Regions from separate parts of the Rattus norvegicus genome. Here region 2 is linked to region 1. The links are chromatin contacts, called in public Hi-C maps. All regions are on one chromosome and are shown on one strand. Each heading gives the region's core, a stretch centred on a gene start, on an enhancer-like site or on the middle of the called end of the contact. The rest is flanking DNA. Distances are from core to core; before and after follow the strand shown. Region 1 has its middle 70 kb from the start of Trnat-agu21. Region 2 overlaps Zfhx3 (zinc finger homeobox 3).

Evidence for each region. Hi-C and Micro-C count contacts between places; a contact is called where the count stands out from the background.
Region 2: a Hi-C map of psoas muscle shows a contact between it and region 1, with 2.7 times the contacts expected there. The contact joins two enhancer-like sites. A contact is called at or near these places in 6 of 12 Hi-C or Micro-C datasets (Schwann cells, hepatocytes, liver and 2 more).

The regions. Positions count from the first base shown.
Region 1 is chr19:53,410,936-53,416,497 of GRCr8, forward strand. It overlaps a transcript of Zfhx3 not described here. Among named protein-coding and RNA genes, the nearest start is that of Trnat-agu21, 70 kb to the right of the region's middle. Within about 2 kb of position 2,411, at least 4 of the 93 cell types and tissues checked have an H3K27ac peak or open chromatin away from gene starts, as enhancers often do.
Region 2 is chr19:53,755,634-53,760,959 of GRCr8, forward strand. All of the region lies in intron 5 of Zfhx3 (zinc finger homeobox 3), which reads left to right. Among named protein-coding and RNA genes, the nearest start is that of Zfhx3, 210 kb to the left of the region's middle. Within about 2 kb of position 2,763, at least 3 of the 93 cell types and tissues checked have an H3K27ac peak or open chromatin away from gene starts, as enhancers often do.

The sequences.
Region 1 (5,562 bases), core at 1,161-3,660:
CACTGTCCCAGAGTTAGACCCATTCATCTCCCTGTCTTAGCATGCACACTATGTGGTGTTCCCCACCCACCACGGCTTCCCAAGTACTTGGAGCGATGAGATTCACCAGTTTTTCATCATTCTCGAAAAGGGAGTAGCTGGCGTTCCCGTTCCCTCTCTAGTGGACTCGTGATCTTCGTACCTGGAGGTGTTAAGAATTGCTAAGGGCTGTAGGACCTGTGTAAATTACAGCCATGCAGAGAGGCGTTGAAAAAAATCAATAAGTAATGAAATAGTACTGGAGTGAAGTAGCCAAGAGAGCAATGGGTGGGAAACTCCCAAGGATGCAGTTTCATTTTGTCAAAAGGTAAAAGAAGATGTTCCAGTGTGTTTCTATAAAGCCAGGCTTCCTAGGAAATCAGACGCTTTGGGCATAAACAGCAGTAGAGTTAGCTATGTGCTGCAGGGGCGAAATGGACTGTGGACTTTTCGGTGCTGGGTTTTATTTTAAACAATTCTGAATGTTATTCCAATAAAGCAATGTCATTGATGTATTTCAAGACGATAAAGTGTCTGCCCCTTGGGAGGGGAAGGATTAGTACCCTCAACCACACCCCACTTGCTCCGTCCATATTGCCTACATGAAGTATCGCCATCCCTTCTGATCACCCATGAGCAATGGTCCTCAGTGATGCGACTGAACCTTGGCTCCCAAGGGCTCCTAATGTTTATGATTGAGTCTAGCTAGACATGTGCAGCCTAGTGGCTAAAAGCCCCTCACTGGGTCCTCTCTCCAAGTAAAGGGCTTTATTGTGAATGAAGAGTTCATAAAACCGAGTGTCTCCAAGCTGGAACGTCATCTGATGATTTTTGTCTCTTTTTTTGGTTATTTTTTTTTTTTGGTTCTTTTTTTTTCGGAGCTGGGGACCGAACCCAGGGCCTTGCGCTTCCTAGGCAAGCGCTCTACCACTGAGCTAAATCCCCAACCCCTGGTTATTGTTTGAAAGTAAACTCAACCCACACTTCTTGGTAGGTGATTTCTGCTCCTCCCGTGGCCACTTGGAGCATAAAGGAAACTCCTCTGGGGGAGGTGGGCAACCAAGTAAACTGCAGGTCTGAACAAATGGAAGGACACAGGGTCACCACAGAGTTCACAAAAATGAATGGGTTGGGCCTGCGTTCTGCATATCTTTATATTACAGTCTTCAATCACAAATTATCTACATGGTCATATATGTATGTATGTTCATAACATCTGTATGTCATATCCAGATGTGGTTTCTAGCCTTCATTTCTTAATTTTAAAAAAATGGACCCTGGAGCGTGTTCCCAAGTTCCCTTTTGGGTTAGCTTGCGTGTCTCTACCTACTGAGGTTGAGAGCCCAATCTCTACTGAGATTGAAACTTTAAAAAAAAGAAAGAAAGATAGCATGGTAGAATGAAGAAAATAATCACCTCTTTGTGTAATGAAATGACTCAGTATAGTCTTTGGAATACTATGATTTGAGTCTTGAGACACCAAATATAGTAGCCTGGCTTATCTCCTTCCCCCTTGCCAGCCCCCATGTATGTGTGCACCCGGGACAATAAGAGTCTTTTATACCTGATAAAACAGGGCAATAACCATAAACAGAACAGGCCTGGACCCAACTGGCTATCTATTCATGATGTGTCACGTGTTTCCCAATAGTTAACGAACTGGCTTTCCTTGTTGCTTTTAACGCATGTCTGTGTCTGCTATATTGTGCAACATTGAAAATAAAGTCATGTCACAATGTCACAGTAAAAGGAAGGATACTTGGTTAGACCCTCCCCCTCAAAAAAACAAAAAACAAAAAACACAAAACACCACCACTTTTCCTTGAAAAGTGTAAACAGTAGGACCCCAGTTCGCTGATTTCACCTGCTTCCGTGTACATGTGTGATCCAATTGCTTTCCCTGCGTCCTTCCTGGACTACACTGTCCAGACAAGGTAGCCAAGATTAAAAAAAAAAAAAAATCTAGCAAATGATAGACAGGAAACCTGCAGTCCTCAGCATGCCCCGATGGCTCACTTGTCCTCCTCTGCTGGTTGGCCATGGGCAGAGCAATACCCACCTCCTCCAACAATCCATCCACTACTCATGGCATCGCAGCCACAATAATGAATCGGCATGTCTGTAGTACTTAGGAGGCTACACGGAATGAGAGGGAAACAATGTGAAGACTCGGTTCAACTCGGCACAGGCTGGAAATGGATACGGGGCATGGGGGGGAGGGGGGATGCACTAAAGTTGAAGAGGATTTTGTTTAACATGACAGTTTAAAAGACGTTGTGATGGGCAGTAAATCCTTCAATCGCAAGACCACGAGGAGGCCCTACTTAGACACAGTGTGCTGGTGTGATTCCAAGTCTCGATACCCACATAAACACTAGGGGGCGCCATATTAATACCAGTGTCCCAGCTCCATCGCCCTCCGAAAGCCCTCCATCATCCGGACCTTGGCTCTCTCTCCGTTTATTCAAGGCGCTGTTGCTGAAGGTCCATGACATGTGACCATTTCAAGAATGTAACATGAACTAATGGGGTAGAGTCCTCTCCAAAACTCATTCCAAGCAGTTACATCTTAAGGGCTACCTAGGTCTGTTCGTTCCTGACGTTGAGCTAGATGCCGTTTCTCCATGCCCGATACAGCATGGGATATATTCATCTCAAGGCTCCTTGACATTCTAGACGCACCATCACCTACCTCAGTCAGAGTAAGATAACAAACACTTGCCTTCCTGGACTGATGCCCACATGTGGACCTTAAAATAGATCCCTTCCTTCACTCTGTACTTCCCGTCCCCAATTCAGAAATTATTCTCCACAGAAGAAAGCTATCTGTCATCTACTAATAAGAGATCACTAGGTTCAGTCACAATCCCCAGGGTCAGGTTGGGCGACTGTGGACCTGGGTGCACAGGAGAGCCTCTGACCCCACTGGGCTACGATTCTGCCTACTTGTCCCCAGCGCAGTTGTAAGGATGGTTCTCCCCACACCCGCCATGCCGCCTCAAGCCGGAAGCTCTAGTTACTTCATTCGGGTTGGGCTTCTGAAGCTTAGAGCAGATGAAAATCTCTAAACAGCATTTAAACTACAAAAGGGGCTGGAGGTGGGAAGGGAATTCCCGGGGAAAGAAGTGATCATCGTAGATGGTGCCAAGATCATAGTCAAGAAATCGGCTCCCGTGTCCTACATTCATTTCAAAGCCTGAGCTATCGAATGTGTTCTCCTTGTTGCTGTTCCATTGATTTATTGAGTACCAAGTACATACGAAGCAATGAGGGAGCTCTACAGAGACAGTAAATAGAAAAGGTACATCCTCTTCTCTGCTCTTTTCATTTGCATAACTGCCTTACCCAGCATGCTTTTCTGTCACCCATCCCTTTTCCTGTCTGTGATGGCACGGTCTCCATCGCCATCTTCTTCCTCTCTCAATCCCTGTTAACTGAGCACGAGTGTAAAGAAACAAAACTGGGATGGGGAGATGACTTCACTGTTAAAGTGCTTGCTATACAGGCATGAGGACATGAGTTCAATCCCCAGATCCCACATATAAAAAACGGTTGGCATGACGGTACATGTTTAGAACCTCAGCATGGCAAAGAGAGACAGACAGGCTGATTCCTGGAGCTCTCTGGCTAGATAGACTCTCGGAATGGGCATGGGCGCACACAGAAACCAAACTAGACTGTCTAGTACTTACGGTACGGGCTCAGTACCGTAGATGAGCGTCAAGGCTTCTTTAAAAATTAAGGCTTCAGAAAAACGTGTCCTCTACTCACAAGTGTAAACACACACACACACACACACACACACACACACACACACACAAAATCGGTAAGTTAAAATGCATTTTTTAAAAAAGTAACTGCAATGGCATACTTCAGGACCCCACACCACAGTGTGGCATACTGCACCTACACACATCACATACACATGATCATAACTAAATGTAAACACGTAGTCTAGCTTAGCTTCAGGCGTGTCATACAATCTCTTTCCTTTGGGCGTCTCCAGTTGGCAATAACCATCGGTATAATTTTCTGATCAGTTCCTTATCTTTACTGCCTCCAAAAACACATTTGGTTGGTTCTGATGATCTCAGAAATAAGAAAACAAAATAGAAATTCCTCATTAATGACAATTGCATGAATAGGTAGAAAACATATTTGACATTTAGGAGTCTGTGTAAACCTTTCTACAAAAAGCCCAAAACATTTTATCATTTCTCCCAACAAACCACAATCCCTAGGAATTTAGGAACCCACTGGGCAAGAGAATATTGAAATAGTGAAACCTTTCTGGTCTAAATCAAGTGTCTCTTTATCAGGCTTTCTTGTTACGTGGATGAGGCATAAAATGAGTTAATAATAATTTACTCAACATTTATTGAGCATTTGACATACCCCAAGGCACTATTCTTTATTTCTGATTGTATTTATGTATTTGAGTGTATGTGGAAGGAAGGGGTGGATGTGTGCATGTGCCATGATATATGTCTGGAACTCAGAGGACATCTTGCAGGAGTCTGTTCTCTCCTCCCACCAAGTGCCTCCAATGAACTCAGTCTTGCTATGGACTTGTTGAGTCAGGACTGGTTTACAGCAACCATGTGTAGTGTCCAAGTCTCTCTGGGCTCCTGGAGTCATCTGTTCCACTGTTCTCCGCGTACCTATCACATGGCATTAAAGAAGAATGAGTGGACTGGGGACGAACTCAACTAATAGAGCACTCACCTAGGCGTGCACAAACCCCTTGTTTGAGCTCCTCATAGCCGGAGCACAGTGCTGTGTGTGCCTAGAATCCCATCGCTTGGGAGGTAGAGGTAAGAGGACCAGAAGCTTAACTAAGTCATTCTCGGCTAATGAGTTCAAGATCAACCTGGGCTACATGAGACCCCGGGGAAGGGAGCTATTCCACATGCATTGAGCTCCTCTCCAGAAGGTACCTTTTGATTTGTAGGTCATAAAGGCAGAGAAACACAGGCTTAATAGCATAGTTGGTAAATTATTGGCTTTAGTTTCCTCTTCTTCTTCTTCTTGGTTTTTTTGTTGTTGTTGTTGTTGTTTTGTTTTGTTTTGTTTTGTTTTGTTTTCGGAGCTGGGGACCGAACCCAGGGCCTTGCGCTTCCTAGGTAAGCGCTCTACCACTGAGCTAAATCCCCAGCCCCCTTGTTTTTTTTTTTTTAAACAAAGGTTTTCTGTGTAGCCCTGGCTGTCCTGGAACTTGTTCTGTAGACCAAGCTAGCCTCGAACACAGAGATCTACCTGTCTCTGCCTCCAAGTGCTAGGATTAAAGGTGTGCTCCACCACCCAGCTCATAGTTGGCAAGTTACTCAGATGTGCCTGAATCTCCTTTTGGTCAGTGGGTCACACTATAACCCCAGGAGACAGGGGAGAACAGGAAGAAGATGAAGAAGAGGAGGAGGGAGCAGGAGAGGAGGAAGACGAGGAGACTATGAACAGTCTGGTTGGTAAGCGATGCCTTTTACCTTCTCTGAGGAGGGTGCAAACAGAAATCTCACCAGTTCATGAGGATCATATTAAAGAGGATGA
Region 2 (5,326 bases), core at 1,513-4,012, 350 kb after region 1:
GAGGGGGAGTGTCAAGACAGCACCACGCCCATGTTTCCTGGTGGGATAGCAGAGACCGCGGGCCCTTCTCACTCTGTCGTCACAGCCAGCATGGAACAGGTGTCAGTGCAAATGCCACATGAACACCTCTGAGTGGTCACTTCCAGCACTCGGGCCTGTTCGAACCTCTACAGGAGTAGCCCCACTCTGTAGCATTCAGGCTCGCATTCCCTACCGTGCCGCGCCTCTTGTCTTTGCAGTCTAGTGTGAGCAGGGGATGCTGGGAGCCTCGTTCATGTGGCCTCCTTAGTCATCCATGGCCTTGCCAGTGGACACTGTATCTGGGTTTTTATTTTCACACAGCTAGAAATTGCATAGCCGTCAGCTCCTCCAGGGTCTACTTGTAACACCCCCGCCCCCTTTTGCCATGTCCAGACTGCTTTTAGCAGAGCTTTGCTGCTTACAGTCATTGCTGGCAGAATTCTGTCTCAGGGCTGAGAAGGGACCATCGACTCTTTTTATTTTGGAAAGCAAAAATAGATGCGGGGCGTGGTGCATGCTAAACTTACCCAGATTCTAGTAATCCAGAGCTTGGCTCTGAAATTTTATATGGTTAGGTCGTAAGTGATAAGACCCAAGACCCTATCAGTTGAGTGAGTGAGTGTGTGTGTGTGTGTGTGTGTGTGTGTGTGTGTGTGTGTGTGTGTAGACATGTAAGGAACTTTGTAAAGGAAGCGTCATGTGTAATCAGGTGACTATGGCACAGTGAGATGAGAATTACTCTTAGGGTACACACTTGGGGCCTAGAATGTAAATGAAGGAGTACGAAGGTAAATGGGAGTCTCCATCATGGCTGTGGGAAATACTTGGTAGAGGGCAGCTCAGCCAGTGAGCGCCTGCCTTGTGAGTACAAGGAGTCTGAGCTGGAACCCCTGAGCCCACATTTTTAAAAAGCTGGGTGTAGAGCATGCGGTTATAATCGTAGATCCAGGGAGATGGAGGTGGGCCCCTGGGACTTCTTAGCCAGCTACCTAGCCTACTCGGTGCCCTTGCCAGCGTGACACCTGAGGTGACCCTTTGGCTCCGCACACATGCGCTCACGTGCACCGGAACACCCTGTCACTTGCAGATGGCCTGGAGATGTGTTTAAGATTCTCAGGCTGTGGCCCTGTTCATCTCCCCTGCCTTGTCAGAGCTGCAACTTCCGTAAAGGTCGTCTGAATCCTAACAGGGATTCTTTCAAACGTACCCCAGTGCTTCCTGGAACATCGCTTTTCTTAGGCGCAGCTGTTCTCCTCGGGTCCCCTGTCACCTTGATTTTGCAGCTGGAGGGCTGTGCCCCACAACTGGGGACTCCTGGGCATCAGAGCTATGATCGATTTTCTCCATGACCCACCAGCAGGCTCTTTAACCTCCTGGGTCAGACATCCATTCACTACGTTACAAACTGAAGAGTATATAGCACAGCCACGCTCTCTTATTATATGAGAAGCAGAGAGGACACGTGGCCAATCCTGGACTTCTTAAGGTACCACGTACTTGTCAACTGTACGTGTGAGGGGCAGTGACTATATGGCATCTGCTAAGCGCTGCTCAGCACTGCCCCGAAACATCCCTAAGAGCCTGTCGGTTAAGTAGTGTGGCATGAGGTGCTTTGAGATGTAAGTTGGTCTACTCACTCTCTGGGGTCATCCAGCCCTGTTTCATGTTGCTGAACGGAAGAGGTAAAGTTAGGATGCTTCCGCTTGTCTAAAACCAGGGGCTGACTCTCATCAGGTTTCCCAGCCCCTAAGGGCTCCTGCCAGTCCCTGGAACTCCTGTTCATTTCTGAAAATGAAACCATTGCAACAGGTGTCCAAGACATTAGAGCAAGCTAGACCTTGTGGTATGCTGCATCCTCTGCTGTGCTCATGGAAGCCCTGTGAGTAGAGGAAACTGCAGTAGTCGATCAAACAGTTGTGGTCCCCCAGCCAGGGTCTGATTGAGACATTAGCAACACCCCATCCCACCCCACCCCACCCCAAGCTGATTACCCTGTCAGTGAGGACTAGTAACTTCCCGTCAAGGGAACTCTGCCCAGGGTGGGGAAAGGCATGTGGGAATATGTGTGTTCCTGACCTTCCGCAAAGGTACTCGGGAACCCCCTGAACCCCTGCGCGCTGGTCACTCAGCCTCAGCTTTAAGAGTGATGTGGGCAGGAGACCCTGTGGAAGCTCAGGGAGGCATCTGTGCAGACCTGGAGCTTTCTCTGCTGAGCGGAGATGACTGACTGACAGACAGGAGATGTTTCCAGTCTCCCCAGTCAGTGCTGGAAAAGGTGAGAGTGATTTCCATTTTCTGTCAAAGCTGCACCGGGGCTGAGGAGAGAGCTGCTCTGCCAGGCTAAGGGGGAACTTTTGATTGGTTCCTCGTGTCACGGGTTCACTCCCAAGCTGCCATGGTTCCATTAATAAAATTCAGTCAAAACCCTGGGGTGTTAGGTGTGAACTAGGAAAACACTGGAAGAGTGTGATTATAGTTCTATTTCTGGGATCTAGGCTGGCTTGGAACCCACAAGGTTCCAAAGTAGATAGATCCTCGCTGCCCTAAAACTAGCTGCGAACGTGTGAGTCTCCTTCCTTGGCCTCCCAAATGCTGGGATCGATCACTGGCAAGTGTCAATGATGCGTGGCCTGCATGACTCCTCCTCTGCTTGCTCCAAGTTCACGGTCATTTCAGCCATGTCATGAAACCAGAGGGGGGAACACGGTGAGTCCAGAGCTGACTGCCAAGTCCCGGCACGCACTGGGCTCATGGTAGCAACTGGTGCCTAGAAGGTATTAAATAGATAGTCAGTCAGTCAGTCAGACACAGACAGACAGACAGACAGACAGACAGACAGACAGCAAGCAAGCTGGTCTAAGTGAAATGGCAGCTGTTTTGACTGGTGGTTCGTTCACAAGTCTGACACAGAGGGAGCAAGGTGTCTTGCATGTGGAAACGCAAAACATCCTTTTGGGAGCTCCAATCAGCGTAGTTAAGCATCCTTATGCATATTTCAACAAGGAATTAGGGCGGCAGATTGATGCCTGGGATGTAGAACATCGTACTGTTCTCTCCTCAAAGCTACAGGGGAAGCAGTGGCAGCAGCAGCCGGCATCCACCAGTCAGCACAGGCCCACCATTCTACCACGAGACTTTCAGGGCTCCCCAGAGTGGCACCTTAAACTGGGGAGACAGCGACCTCACAGCTCAGGGTACCTACCACGCAGTCTCCATTCCCAGAGACAAACAAGTGCAGAGAAAAGCCGATGTGGATCAGTTCATCCTCCCAGGGTCAAAGTCAAGGGGACTTTGGCCAGCACTGATCGATCGCTGGTGCATAGGGCAGGGAGGCCAGCACTGCCCCTTTGGGAAAAGTGGGAAGAGCAACACAGGCTTTGGCTCTCCAAGATCTGTGGAAAGAGTAGGATTTCTCAAGACAAGGAAACCCGCCATTCTGTATAACAGACAGAACGCGTGCATAGAGGCGATGCCTTCTAGACTCCTGGCTTTGAACACGTGTCTGTATTTGCTTTTACAGTGAGTAGGTTCCCCAAGGGACAACTGGGTGTAGTCCTTCACCTCTGGCTAGAGACATCTTGACTCTGAGACCAGGCCTGTCTCTTTTCTTCCCAAATTAAGCTAAAAGTTCCAAGTCATTGGCTGGAAAGTGAACCGGCAGGTCTGCCCGGGCCAGCGGGGCTCTTCAACTCGAATTCAAGTTAGAGCAGATCGTGTTATGACTCCTACCAGTGACAAGAAGTGCTGACCGGGTAGCTATTCTCCAAGCGTGGTCCCTGGGCTGCCTGCCTCACCGGGGAACTTACTGGCTGTGCAGTCTCTGACTCTCACCTGCAGAAAGAGTCTGTGAGGAGGGCCTGCGGTCAGTATTCAGCGTGCCCTGCCAGGAATTTAGACACCCTCTACAGTTCAAGGACCCGAGACTCTGCAACCCCAGAGACAAAAGCAAGAGCCACTTATTTATAGGCCGAGTCCTGGGCCCCTTCTAGACCAGAGAGAACTGAACTTGACCAAAGACAGGGGTGCCTACAAAAGATGCAGATCCTTTGCCTGGGCAGATCACATTGGAGATGGCAGTGAGAGGTGGGACGGAAGGGCGCTGGCCATAGGGACAGTGTCACAATGACAGAGTCTGGGAGATCTTCAATGAGCATGGCTAATAAGTAGCACTTCCTTGCATCTGCACTCTTCTCAAAGCTTCATGTGAATCGGTCCTTACTTCAGGATGCAAGGGCAAACAGTGATGTCTGAGAGTTTCTGGATATTGCAAGCTCCAGCCTTTCTTGTCTGTAGCCGACCTGGTAGAGAAAAATGAACCTCCTTAAGTAACGGTGAAGCCCATCCATAATGAATTGGAACTTTCTTTGAAAAACTTTTCCTAGAAACAAAAAGTCAGCCTGAGGACGGTATGGCACGCCGGATCAGTGTGAGCATTGTCTTCTACTCTGGGGCGGATGGTGTGTTGAGCATGCTCTCTAGAAATGTGCAGAGCAGTACAACTTGAGGTACTGCTCTCAAGGAGATGCCTCACTAGGCTGGACGCAGGCATGGAGGAGAAACTCCAGTTCTTACAGACATGTGTAGACCCTCCCCTGCTGTGCGCTCACAGGCCTGCTTCTGTTCACTGGGGTCTCTCCAAAACCACTCTGAAACATCTTTAAGTGCCTGGCTGGAGGCAGAACGAGACCACGTGTGCCTAGAGACAGTTGGCAGCGAAGCAGACTCTTTGAAGGAATGTTGTCCTCTGTACTAGCAGAGGAAGAGAATTTAGCCAGATCTCTGGCCACTTATCAAGTGCAGTAGTTCTACAAGAACAGAGCCAGATAGCCCAGCTTGTCCCCTGGGGAAGGAACTGCAAGCAAACGCCAAGATTAGCTCTGCTCACATCGACAGTACGAAGATCACAAAGTCTTTCTGGAAACACAGCGCTCATGCTACTGCAAGGGAGTTGGAAGTCTGCAAGAGAGGCTGACAGAGAAGGCCTGAGGGAAAGAGCACACGCCTCACCTTTCTCTTAAGGAGAACCTTGAGCTGAAGGGCTGAGCGGCCATTCTCAGAGCGGTGCGCCAGGGTAACCATTCCAAACTCAAACACTTTAATGTGAAGCCGTGTTGGGGGGTGGGGAGGGGGAGAAAGTTCCCACTTAGTCAATGGAGATAGATAAAAGATTGCTGTAAATTTCTGGGGCAGGTGGCAAGCTGGTTTACGGAATGCAAGGCGATGAGAAGCTCTGGCTTACGGAAAGTCACATGAATTAATAATCATTTAATTGGCTCCTCCATTACGCTGCTGGTTCGGGAGATGG